2 separate regions of the Pan troglodytes genome follow, and region 1 is linked to region 2. Evidence: chromatin contacts called from public capture Hi-C data. All regions are on one chromosome and are shown on one strand. Each heading gives the region's core, a stretch centred on a gene start, on an enhancer-like site or on the middle of the called end of the contact. The rest is flanking DNA. Distances are from core to core; before and after follow the strand shown.

Region 1 (6,521 bases), core at 2,662-5,161, 240 kb before region 2:
AACCCAACTTCATCTTGGGGGATCTGGGAGCCCAGGAAGGGGTAAGCTCTGGTAAGGTTGGGATGTTCCAAGGGCGAGGATTCTGTCCCCCATTCTGGGGCCCCCCGGCCTGGCCTGAGCAGAGGACTATGCCCCCAAATCTCCATGCTGCAGGGTACAAAGAGCCCAGAACTGCTGACTGCCCCGAGTCCCTCAGGATAAGGCCAAGGGTGACCTGGAATAGGTTCCCATTGTCTGAGGGACGAGTGGTCTCTCCTCTCCTCCTCCCTCCCCTCCTCAGTTGCCATGGCAACCACAGTGGGGGGTGGGAGGCTGGACCGCTCAGCTCCTGGCCGGGCTACCCGGCATGCTCTGCTTTCACCCAGTTTTATCCCTCGTTGCCCCTTGGCAGGCAGGGGGTGGGGCAGACCCAGCCCTTTCACGCAGCGGAGGGTTTGCAGCCAAGGAGCATCACCTCCGGTTGCCTGCCTTCACACAGGAGGTTTTCCGGCATGGCCCCCAGGAATAGGACTTTTCTGAGTATGGTTTATCAGATAATGATTTTGGGGAGGGGTCTCTCTCAAGCCCCCTGGAGTTAATGAAGTCAGTTAAGCCCTGGGATTAGAAGGTCGGGGTCATGGGTACAGCCCATGTTTGCAGAGTAACACCCCACCCCACCCCTAGCTCCCACCAGCTGTTTCAGAAATGCCTAATGCTGGTCGTCTAGGGAACTAGTGAGAGGGTCTGGACAGGACATGGCAACCTCATCCTGAGTACCCACAGTCACAGTCCCTCAGAGTATATACCGCACAGCCTGGGCATTGGGAGCCTCCTCTCTTTCTTCCTGCCCCCTCATAGACGACACATTTTTCATAATAGTAGTGTATATATTACTAGTAAGTTCTTATCACCCTGGCCTGGAGTTTCATAAAGTAATACTGAAAGAAACTGGGTTTAGCCTTTGTCGTGGCTCTACTTGGGGTACACTGCCACCAGGTGGCGGTAGGCACTTTCCAACTACTCCCTGAGATTCCAGAAGATGATATTCCACTTTTACATTCCACCACCACAACCTATAAAATGCCATTGCTTTTTTACTTTTATATTAAGATTACAGGACTTTATAAATAGCCAAAGTTAAGGAGGCTTTAAACAAACTCTATGTTTTGGTAGTATAGCATAGCAGACAGCACAAACTCTAGAGCCAAACTGCCTGAGTTCAAATCCTGGCTCAGCCACTTGCTAGCTAGTTAACCTTGGACAAGTTACTTCTCTGTGCTTCAGTTTCTTTATCCGCAAAATGGAGATGATGGAAAGCACCTCCCTCGATGCATTGTTTTAAAGACTCAATGAGCGAATGTACATGAAGCATTTAGAACAGTGCCTGGCACAGAGCATTAAGCTCTTTAGAAATGTTGGTTATCAATATTTAAAGATGAGCATAAGGGAAAAGTTTCAAAAACAGTTCATTTTGAGACCCACGGACATATCTTTCTCTGCTCAATCTTTTATCTGGTGTTTCTAATCTGGTGATTCACTTCAGGGCTGCCCTGCTAGACACCCATCATCTGCCCAGATGCCTCCTCTAGCTCCCTCAACCCCACATTCAAGCCCATATCCTAATGCCTTTACCTCCCGGGTGTCTGTGGGATTGTCCCCTGCACGCCCTGTGCACAGCCACCCTGATCTCATTCCTGAACCACTGCAACTGTCCCCCTGCCTCTTGCCTGCTCCCCTCCAACCATCTTCTCACCGCTGCCACAGTGATTTTTCTAAAACAAAAATATGCCTCTACTCAAATGCCCTCCATAGCTCCCCAGTGACTCAGTATCAAGTCCAGGCTCTTCAGGTAGGTCCCTCTCCTCATCTCCCACTCCAACCATCTTCTCACCGCTGCCACAGTGATTTTTCTAAAACAAAAATATGCCTCTACTCAAATGCCCTCCATAGCTCCCCAGTGACTCAGTATCAAGTCCAGGCTCTTCAGGTAGGTCCCTCTCCTCATCTCCCACTCCAGCTTCATGCCCCCATCTCCACTGTCAGAATGCCATGCCCTGGTTCCAGCTGCCTCCTTGTAGCTCTCCCAAAGCCTTGGGCTCCCAGGCTCTGCAGCCTGGGCAGGGGCTGCCTCCTCTGTCTGCATCTCTTCCTTCCTTCTCCTGCCTGCCCATCTCCTGCCTGCTAAGCCTCAAGATGTAGCCCCTGTCTCCCCTTCCCTGGGAAGCACTTTATGATCCCTCCACAGCCTCTGAACTGGGTGCAGACCTTTCTCGGCATGCCCAAAGCCTCTGCATGCTGGAAAGGGGCTGTCTCAGTTTGTTGGTATCACCAGAGATGCCCTGCACACAGCAGGCCCTCAGAGTACCTCTAAGGAATGAATCCAGAATGTCCATTTTGCCAATTCGGCCTACAATGTCCTCTTTCCCATCTTCTCCGTCCCAGCATCTCTTTCTAGGTCTGGCTCAAATATCACCTGTTTAGGAGCCTCCTGGTAAGCCGCACCCCCATGTCAACCCTGCATTAACTATTTCACTCTCTCCTCAAAGAGGCAAATGCAATAGGCATGAACTTGACATGTGTGGAATGAATGAACAAATGACCAGGATTATGGTCTAGACCAATGTTTCTCAACCGGGGTTGGCATCCCCCCAGGGGACATTTGACAATGTCTGGAGACCTTTTTGGGGTCACAGGGATGCTGCTGAGATCTGGTGGTGGAGGCCAAGGATGCTGTAACACCTCCTGCAATGCACAGCACCGCCCCCAACCAGGAGTTATCTGCCCTAAATGTCACTTTCTCAAGGCTGAGAAACTGGGCTAGAGCTTGTTGCCTACAAATCTGTCTTCCTAGTACACAGAGGGCCCCAAGCACTGAGCCTGATCTTATTTCTCCTGATTTTCTCAGTACCCACCGCAGAGCAGGCACGCAACAATTTTTTTTTTTTTTTGTGACACGGAATCTCACTCTGTCACCCAGGTTGCAGTGCAGTGGCACGATCTCGGCTCACTACAACCTCTGCCTCCCGGGTTCAAGCAATTCACCTGCCTCAGCCTCCCGAGTAGCTGGGATTACAGGTGCACGCCGCCAAATCCGGCTGATTTGTCTGCATTTTTAGTAGAGACGGGGTTTCACCGTGTTGGCCAGACTGTTCACGAACTCCTGACCTCAGGCGGGTGCCTCGGCCTCCCAAAGGGCTAGAATTACAGACATGAGCCACTGGGCCCAGCCAACAGTTTTTTAAAATAAGCTCATGGGTGACATAATTCTTGTCCTTTTCCTCTCCCCAGCTTCCACCTCTCACTAGGAGCTTGGCCTCAAACTATTGTCAAAAGCCCCTTCTGGGACTATTCTTGCTAAGTCCCTCCAGTTTCTGCTGCCCCCAACCTTCCCTTTCTCAGATTCTCCTGGTCCCCACAGCTACGCGGAGTAAACTGGCAGGAAAGGAAGACCACATTTCCAAGATGGCGGGGAGCTTTGCTGGGCTCTGGGGACCCTAGGAGTCAGTCCTGGTTGGTGACTAACTTGCTGTGTGACTTGGCTGAGTCACAGACCTGTCTGGGCCTCGAGCTCTCAGTGAGGTGATGGGGGCGTGTAGACAGACCCTCTCTGGGCCTGCCCCCTCTAAAGGACGGTCCTAGCAGTCCCCCCGACTCCCAGCACCTCTCCCCTGCATGCAACAGTGCTCCCTGGGAAATTCTGGGAGGTGGGAGGGAGACAAGGACTCCCCCGTCTTTCCCCAGCCCGGGTGATCCAGGTGCTCCCGGCTCTGCCGCTCACTGGGGTGCCACCGTCTCCAAGGGCGCCGCTGTCAGCTGTGACCCCTGCGCCCCCAGAGGCGGCCAAACAAGCGGCCTTTGTGGTCTGTGCGTTGGCGGCCCTCGGGGAGCGTCACAAAGGGTGGGAAGAAAGGCCGCCAATCCTCTTAGGGCCAGCCGCCCGCTTTCCCACTGCGGCCCATCTGCTCCTGGGGAGCGGGCATAACCGCCGCCTGGCCCCACGGCGCGCAAAGCAAGCAAAAGCTGCCCGGGAATGAAAGGCAGGGGCCCGGGCCAGCCCAGATCCCCACGGCAAACACAGGCCTGGCCGGGGGCCTGGGAGGGGGCAGGGCTGATCCCCGGGGGAGACCACGGTTAAAAGCGCCGCCCCAGGAGGGGGACCCAGGGCTAATCCCCTCCTGCCCCACGCCTTCCCTTCCCACACCCCTACAAGGGGAAGGGGAAAGGCAGGGAAGGGCTGGGATCAAAGGTCCTTCCTCCTGTGCCAGGCGCTCAGTGGGGCCCTTTCTACGCACCCCTATCTTTTCCTTGAAGCACCCTATTTTACAAAGGGGCTCAGTAAGGCTAAGTCACTTGCCTAGGGTCACCCAGCTGCGATGTGGCAGAGCTGGGATCTCAGCGGGAGGCTGAATCTGAATTCTTTCATCCACGTAGCTGAAGTTTGCTGAGTCTCTCCATGCCATGGGCTCTACAACCATTTCCATTGCTTACTGCAACTCTTTTAACAGATGGGGAAACTGAGGTCTGTAGGCCGGTGGTGATTGCCCAAGAGCACAGACCCGATCAAGTCCTGGCTCTACCATTCCTCTGCATTCTGGTCCCAACCCCCATCACTCATGTGCAAGCTTGGGCTCTGCCAGCCCCCAGCATGGGCCCTCAGGCAGGTCACTTCACCCCCAGGAGCCTCGATTTCCTCCTATGGAAACTGGGGATCTGTGAAGGGCGTAGTTCTGAGGGTTTGATGAGATGATCTGCTAAAGACTTTAGCTCCAGGCCTGGCACACAGTAGGCACCCAATAATGGCAGCTGCTATTGTTATTACTTGGCCCAGAGCAGGATGGATCCCAGAACAGGAAGAGAAGGAAACAAAGAGTTTCCGCCCACTAATGGCTGGCCCCAAATACTCCTTTTTTCCATGGTTGGGGTTGGTTTGGCAGAGTAAGGAAGGAGCTGGAGAGAGGGGGAGGGAGGCAATGGATGCGTGGGAGGCCGCAGCTGGGGCCCAGGCTGAATCCACCCAGGGAGGTGGCTATCGACCAGCTGCCCCACCTCCCACCCACGAGAGGCCCAGAGCCCAGGCGTGGTGGCATCCAGGACATCAGAGCCCAAATGCTGCCTCCTACACACACACACATACATACACACATGTGCACACACACGTTTGCACACACGCAAATACATACACTCACACATGTGTGCACACACAAATATACACACATACACGCGCATACATACACATACACACATAACCATACACATGCACACACACACCCCACACACATACACACACACATAACCACACATGCACACACCCCACTCCCACACACACATGCACACACATACCCCCCACATACACACACACACAACCACACATAACCACACTCACCACAAATACATGCACACACACATACACACGGACATACATATGCACACATACACTCACACGCACACTCATACACACAGACATACACTCTCACATACACACACAACCACATACACACATATCCCCCCACAGAGACACACATGCACACACATACACACAGACATACACACTCTTACACACACATAGCCACACACACCACAATACAAACATACATGCACACACACATGCATGTACGTACACACATACACACAGACATACACACACATAATCACATACACACACATCCCTCCACAGAGACACATACACACATGCACACACACACACAAACCACACACACCACACACAAATACACATGCACACACCCATACATATACACACACACACACATACACTCACACACATATACACATAACCACATACACACACATATCCCCCCTGAGACACACATAAACACATGCACACACACATACACACAGATATACAAACCCTCACACACATAACCACAACACACACACACACCACATAAATACACATGCATGCACACACACATGCACATATATACGCAAACATGCACACAGACATACACTGTCACACACATACACACACATAACCACACACACCACACACAAATACACACATGGACACACACACATGCACATACATATACACACATATACTCACACACACCCCCGCAGAGACACACACATACACACATGCACACACGCATACACACATGCATACAGACATACACTGTCACACACATACACGCACATAACCACACACACCACACACAAATACACACATGGACACACACACACATGCACATACATATGCACACATATACTCACACATATACCCCCACAGAGACACACACACATGCACACACACACACACGCATACACACATGCACACACACATACACACACACAGACGCGCGCGGCCCCAGCTCTGACTGTTTTGCAGATTTGGAACCTGAGGCTCGGGAGAGGGGCTGTGGCTCACTGAAGATCACTTGGCTCTTGAGCATGGCCCAGGCCCCTCAGTCACCCTCTCCCATCTCTCAGTGGGATCTGGCCCTGAATCCCACCAGCCTTGCTCCATGCCTCGTCCACCAAGGAGCCACGCAGGGGACAAGGAGGTGAAGGTCCCTATGCTCCTGTCA
Region 2 (6,804 bases), core at 2,764-5,263:
CAACTGTTCTGGGGCCCCACATGGGGCTGGCAGTCGGTGCTTCCCGTCAGATGGCTTCCTGTCCTAAGCCGCTGAGCTGGTGACCACTAGCCAGCATGTCTGCCCCTCCACCCTCCAGGGCCGAGGTCCTCAGTGGCCATGGCCCCCTGCAAACCTGCTTCCCAGAGCACAGGTGCTACCAGACCTCTGTGTCTCCACTTCAGGGTAACAAACAGATGTCACTGTGACTGTCCCAGGGGTACAGGCGCTGCTCACATCTCTTCCACCCCCACCCACCCACCCCACCCGCTACCGGGGCAGTCGCCCCGCCCCAACCTCTTGCTTGCTGCTCAGCGGGGAGTGGCAGGCCGTGTTGCCAAGCGCCTTCCACTTACACCACCCGCTCGCCCAGGCACACAGCTCTGAGCCACCCGCTGCCTGGTTACTAATCCTTTCCTGGCTCAACCTCCCCAAGTGCCAGCCCCCGCCTGCCCAGCAGTGTTAGGGGAGTTTCCGGCTGCTCTGCACACAGTTGGTACTGCAGGAAAGAAAGCTGCCTTGTAAACACAGGCCAGGGCACCGTGGAAATGGGGACCAGCTGCTCTGGGAGGGTGCAGCTAGCAGAGCTGTGCAGCGCCAGGCTGGGTAGGAGAGAGCCATGCTACCCACCCGCACCCCTACTGCTACGAAGCCCCCAGAATGGGTCATTGTTGGTGCTCAGCAGTCCTCTCCCTGGGGGATGATATCCGAAATATCAACTGCGAAGACTCGGGCAGACCAATCAGAATAGATGATGGCCTGAGTGCTGGACCAGAGGCCTCAGAGCAGGGACCCGGGTGGCGGGGCAGTAGGAGACACTGAAGGGACTCAGGGCTATGGCTGTTTACTAACCAGCAGTGCCTCTTACTCAGATGGCATCAGCTGAACTTTCCCCATCATCTCTAGTTGGTCCCCACCCTGCCACCATCTAGGGGCTTCTCTGCCACCACCTTGTGAGCAGTCGCTAGCCTCACACTCCTCTCCCATCAGGGGCTCATCTCCAAAAGGCTGGGAGCTCCCACCCTGCCCAGTTAATCCTCCTGCCTCACTGAAGCACAGGAAGGACCCAGGCCCCAGACCATCACCCACCCCAGGGCTGGGCCCTGGGCCACTCCTGGCTCACTCCAGGGCCCCTGTTGTTTGAAGATGGTACCAAAGGCTGGAAGACTTGCTAGGGAAGATAACGTAAATGCATTCAAAAGACAGGGTACCACATGATGCTAGGGAAAGTGCATCATGACCGCAGGGTAGCAGCCTGCTCCTGTCACTAGGGATGTGAATCTGGGGAGACACTTCCCCTCACTGAGCCATCTGTAAAATGAGAGCATTGGACTGGGTGAGGCAGGCTGTGCAAAACACTTATACACCTTAGTCCCATGAGGAAGGAGTATTCCCCCCTGCATATTTTGGGGGAAACTGAGGCTCAGGGGGATGAAGTACTTTGCTCAGGATAACACAGCCAGGAAGGAGCAGAGCAAGGCCATGAGCTTTGGATTTTTCTGTTTCCAATGTCTCCTCTACCATGCTCAATTAGGTGACGAGAAACAGTTGGTGTCTGATGCTGGCCAGTAAGAGAAAAGAAAGCTCAAGTGGGCTGGGGCTGTCAGGGAGGGCTTCATGGAGAGGCTGTCTTGAAAATGACAGAGGTCAAAAGAAAGGTCACTCCAAGACGCAGCTGCCAGAATGGTCCAACACAGTGAGGAGTTGTGTCTGGATGGGCCCGTGGAACGGGGGAAGTGAAGGTTGATATAAGTGGAGGTTGAGGCAGTTTAGGCGTGATGTACAGTCCAGCCACAGCAGGTTCTTGAGCAGGAGAGTAGCATAGTGAGCATCAGGTTCTAGGAAGAAGCACCAGTTCAGTCATCAGATGGGGCAGGATGCCTCCCAGCTACTCCTCTCCCCGAGAAGGAATTGCCCCCGGAGCGGCCCTCATTTATTCCAGGAGAAGCCAGGCCCTGCTGCTTCAGTTTCCATCCTCACTGACGCAGATAATCCAAAGAGTCACTTCAGCTGCTTGGAACAGCAGGGTTGGGTCTTGTGCTACCTGATTCTTAATTTGGCTGATGTCTACCCCATTTCCTCCAGGCTTCTCTAGAGGTGGCAGGGGTGGGGTGGGGAGAAAGCTGCCAGACACCAAAGGAGCTGAGCCTGGCGGGGGCGGGCGTGCGGGTGGGCATGAGAAGTTGCTCAGGAAACCCATCCCTGCCCTGGTCACCCTAGTCCTGGAGAGATCACCCAGACGTGTTGGAATGAGTCTGGGGTCCTGTCTTTTCCAATAATGTGTTATCCTGGGGAAACCCAGAGGGAAGTTGAGGGAGCCCCACTGTGCTGTGTGATGCTACACACGCATGCGAATACACCACCAGGCGGCCTTGACCCAGCCTTCTGCAAAATGGCTTCTGCCATCAAACTTAAGGTGGAGAATGGTCTTGCAGCTGCCAGTTTTTCCTTCAGAGAAACTAAGGTCAGAGTGTTGGCTGCAGAAAAGGACTTGGCCTTTGTCACATAACAGGAAAGAGAGTCAACTCCGGGCACACCCCCTCGGAGGCTAATCTCAGGAGGTTGGAACCACAGGGATTGCAATAATCGCTGAATACTTACCATATGCCAGGTGCCAAAGCATTATCCTCTCCACTTTACGAGTGAGGAAACTGATTCCCAGAGGTGATTCCCAGAAGATTCCAACCAGGCCATCTGTCTGTAGTCCTTCCTTCCCACCTCCTGGGATTTCTCAAAATGTTTGCCATCGCCCACCTGTATCAGAATCTCCTGGGCTATTTATTTTTTAACTTGCAGACTCCTGGGCGCCACCCCAACCCCCTAAATCAGAATCCCTGGGGTTGGGCCCAAGAGTCTCCATTTTTTGACAAGCTCCTCCAGGAGATTCCTCCAGACATGGAAATCCTCACTTGACTCTTCCCCCACAACAAACTGCCCTGATGTCTGCAGAGAGAGGGTCTGCTGTAGACAGGGATTAAGAAAAAGCAGGACATTTTCAGATAGGATGCCCAAACCCAGATGCAGATTAGGACCCATGAAGTAGGGGGTAGAGCTGACCCTCAGGAATGTGCCCAGACAGAGCTAAGCTTTCAGGAAAATTAGAAAGACCCTCAGACCCAGAGTCTGTCTGAGTTTAGCTTCGCAGCATGAAGGCTGCCTTGAGAAAGCTGATATAACAAGAAGCAGCAGAAATTTAATACTTTGGAGGGGCCCAGCAACCCACTCAGGGCCACCCTGGGAGACCCCACAGACCCCAAGGCTATGGACCAGACCTGCTCGCTCAACACCTGGCCAGGTGGGGCCTCCAGCTGGACCTAGAGCTACAGATGCCCCACCACCACTACCAAGCCCGGCTACCCAGACCAAGACACGGCTTTTCCTGGAGGAGGGAGAGAGCAAAGGCCCTGTCTCTACCCAAGACCTAACGGCCCCTGTTGAAGGAGAGGGAGCAGGAGAGGGAGGAGGGAGGAGGTCACAGCCAGGACCACATACACTCTTGGGGGCCCTGCTGAGACTGCAAGAGTCAAGAATTCTAACGTTCCACAGGTGAAAGATTCCAAGATTCTAGGATTGCAAAGCCCCATCATTCTAAGATTCCAATGGAATGATTCCATGTTTCTAAGATTCCATCACACTATGATTCTATGCTGCTAATTCTTGAAATTTCGAGTCTCGTTGTTCGTTGCTGTTCCCCAGACCTGTGGGCCCTAGCATTTTTTTAAAAGCACAAAAAAAAAAGAGCAAGAAAGAGAGAAAGAGATGGGGAGGGAAACAGCTGAAAACAGACACTAAGAAAAGCCCCATCCCTTGGATCTGAGTTACAGATGCACCTTGGCAAGGGCCAAAGACCCTCCTTTTGAGTGGGGTGTGGAACGTCTTTCCCTGGTAGAGTGGCAGAATTGCATGCATCAGCCCTTCCTGGGGGGAAAAGGGGCTGGTTGTTCCAGGCTACAGCTGAGTAAAGCCCCACACAGGCCACAGTGCCCACTGGCTGGTGGACCTAGGAACCAAGCAGGGCCCCACTGGCTCAGTCTGGGGAGGGACTCTTCTGGGGTGGAATTTCCCTCCCTGCAGCAAGGAAGCTGCAGGGCCAGGAATTTGCCTTGGGAGACCCCCACTGAGGAATATTTCCGAAGCAGAACCCCTTCCTATTCAGAGCCAGAGTCTTAACACTGGACAACCACAGGGTCTTGCTGCAAACTCCAGAGCCAGGTGCCTTCCCTCTGACATTTGGGACATAGCTTCCATGGGCACACAGCCTTCACCCCCTTCCAAGACCCCCCTTGACCTTTCTAATCTTAGTCACTGCCTTCCAGAGCTGGGAGACCACACGGCAGAGGTGCCTGTGAATCACTCCGTCATCAGCCTGGCCGCTTTCCCCTCTGTGGAGAGGGACTCTGATGGGCAGGGGGCACCAAGTTGAGCCTCTGAGGCTGGCCCAGCATAGGCCAGGCAGGGACATTCACTCACAACCAGCCTTCTTGGACTCTAGAGAAGAGTAATTACCACTTGGTCATGCCCAGCCCCCAAATCATAATCATAGCTGCTATTTCTTGAGTGCCAGCAATGTGCCAGGCACCGTGCCCAACTTTTTATACACAATGTCTTGCCTAATCCTCACACCTCTGTGAGACAGGTACAATTATTACTCCCATTCCACAGACTAGGAAACTCAGAGACGTGACATGGTGGCTCTCCCAGGTCACACAGCCAGTAAGTGGCCTCTGACCCCAGCACCCCCCACTTAATCACTATGCTATGCTGCTACCAGTGGTACACACTCAGCCCCTCTCCACTGTCAGATCCTTTGCCAGTCAAATCCCAGATCCCCGGGGGGGCACTGTGGCACCCTCTTTGAGCGTGGCCTCCCTGGAGCTGCTGTCAGAGCCACGGGCTGTGGGAGTGAGTGTGCACACTCCTTCTCCTGAAGTGTCTGCCCCAGCCTGAGCTATGCAGACCAGAGCTCTCAACCAGGGTATGGGGCTGTCTGGCAGGGTTTCCCAGAACCCTGTTTCCTGTGGTCATAAATATGGGTTTTCCTGACAATGTTGGGAGGTCAGGGACTGATACAGCTGGGGTTCCGATGGCCGTGGGTCAGACCTGGCTCCTCCGGACCCCACTGCTGTGACCAAGGAAATCTCACCAGCTGTGTCCAAGATCAACTCTGACCCTGTTACTCCAATGCCTTTGTAGGAGTATTTTTAGCAGAACCTTTTTTTTTCCCAAAATAAATGTGAATTGTAAAAATTATCACTTGGACTCAGTATTTCTTTTTCCTCTGAGGTTCCCCAGAGAACAAGTAGGAGCTCTCAGAGGCCCGGGGCAGGGTTCTGAAGTATGACTAGGAGTTTTCCAGGGCTAAGAATGGAGCTAGGCTAGGGCCGGGCCTGGAGCTGGGGTTGGGGTGCGGATTTGGCCTGGGCTAGGGTGGAGTGTTGACATAAAGCAGCTTTTAAGTGTTCTAAGAACACCCCGTTTTGTTTTAACAGTTTCAGCTCTGCTGTCAGGGGCTTAGAGTTCATATCCCAACTCTGCCATTTGTTAGCTGCCTTGCAGAGGTCACATAACTGTGCTGAGCTTCATTTTCATGTCTGTAAAACAAGGGCAATTGTTTCTAACTCCTAGAGTGTGGGTGAGGAGTCAGTGAGATAGAGCATGGAAAGCCTTGGCACTCACAGACATGAGCTATTATTATTGTGCTGAGCAGGAGGCCCGTGACGGCAGGGCCAATGTCTATCATACACTTTTGCTGTGTTCTTTGCAACTAAGACGATGCCTGCTGAATTAGTTCATTCTCACCCTGCTATAAAGAAATGCCCAAAACTAGGTAATTTATAAAGAAAAGAGGCTTAATTGGCTCACAGTTCTGCAAGGCTGTACGGGAAGCATGATTCTCGCGTCTGCTGGGCTCCTGGGAAGGCCTCAGGAAACTTACAATCATGATGGAAGGCAAAGGGGGAGCACACATGTCACCTGGTGGAAGCAGGGGCAAGAGAGAGAGGGAGGAGGTGCCACACTCTTTTAAACAACCAGATCTCACCACAACTCACTCACCATCACAATAACAGCATGGTGGGGATGGTGCTAACCCATTCATGAGAACTCTGCCCCCATGACCCAATCACCTCCTACCAGGCCCCACCTCCAACAATGGGAATTACAATTCGCCATGAGATTTGGTGGGGACACAGATCCAAACCATATCACTTGCCTCATGCTAGACACTCAATACATATTTGTCAAGTAGATATCAGAGACATTCAGTGAGGGTTCCATGGTCAAATACATTTGGCAAATTCTGGGGTAAGGCAAGTTAATCAGATTTCTTTGTCCCAGGATATTGCAGAGTCTTAAATATGGTAAAAGTGCAATGTGAATCTCTAAGAAGGTGTTACCATTTGCAGGCTTTCCCTCTGGGAGAGCATCTCATGGGACCAGTGTCCCTGGGAACACACTTGGGTAATGCTCTGGGAGTTGCAGGTAGATCTGGAGCTAGGGGTTAAAGTTAGGCCTGGAAAACACTATGGCATAGAGCCCAGAAAGGGATGGGAACCAGGAGGCTGTCCTCTGATTCATCATAATTGTAAGTTTCATGAGGCCTTCCCAGGGGCCAAGCAGATGCCAGAACCATGCTTCCTGTACAGCCTTGCAGAATTGTGAGCTATGAGTGAATCATAACTCACTCATTCATTCATTCATTCATTCAAGAAGTACTTACTGAATTCCTACTGCACAAAAGTACTGCATTAGATGCCGTGGGGGAAACAAATGACTCCTGCCCCCAAG

The links. Capture Hi-C pulls out chosen DNA fragments and counts their contacts.
Region 1: a capture Hi-C map of stem cell-derived neural stem cells shows a contact between it and region 2, with 3 times the contacts expected there. The contact joins two enhancer-like sites. A contact is called at or near these places in 4 of 7 Hi-C or Micro-C datasets (blood, induced pluripotent stem cells and stem cell-derived neural progenitor cells) and 1 of 1 other capture datasets (stem cell-derived neural stem cells).

The regions. Positions count from the first base shown.
Region 1 is chr1:208,340,646-208,347,166 of NHGRI_mPanTro3-v2.0_pri, reverse strand. No RefSeq gene overlaps it. Among named protein-coding and RNA genes, the nearest start is that of C1QB, 23 kb to the left of the region's middle. Within about 2 kb of position 3,911, at least 6 of the 24 cell types and tissues checked have an H3K27ac peak or open chromatin away from gene starts, as enhancers often do. A contact at or near this core is called in stem cell-derived neural stem cells, where this site is marked.
Region 2 is chr1:208,098,155-208,104,958 of NHGRI_mPanTro3-v2.0_pri, reverse strand. It overlaps EPHB2 (EPH receptor B2), which reads left to right. Exons shown (of 17, transcript XM_063804398.1): 17 at 1-5,268. Among named protein-coding and RNA genes, the nearest start is that of LACTBL1, 53 kb to the right of the region's middle. Within about 2 kb of position 4,013, at least 1 of the 24 cell types and tissues checked has an H3K27ac peak or open chromatin away from gene starts, as enhancers often do. A contact at or near this core is called in stem cell-derived neural stem cells, where this site is marked.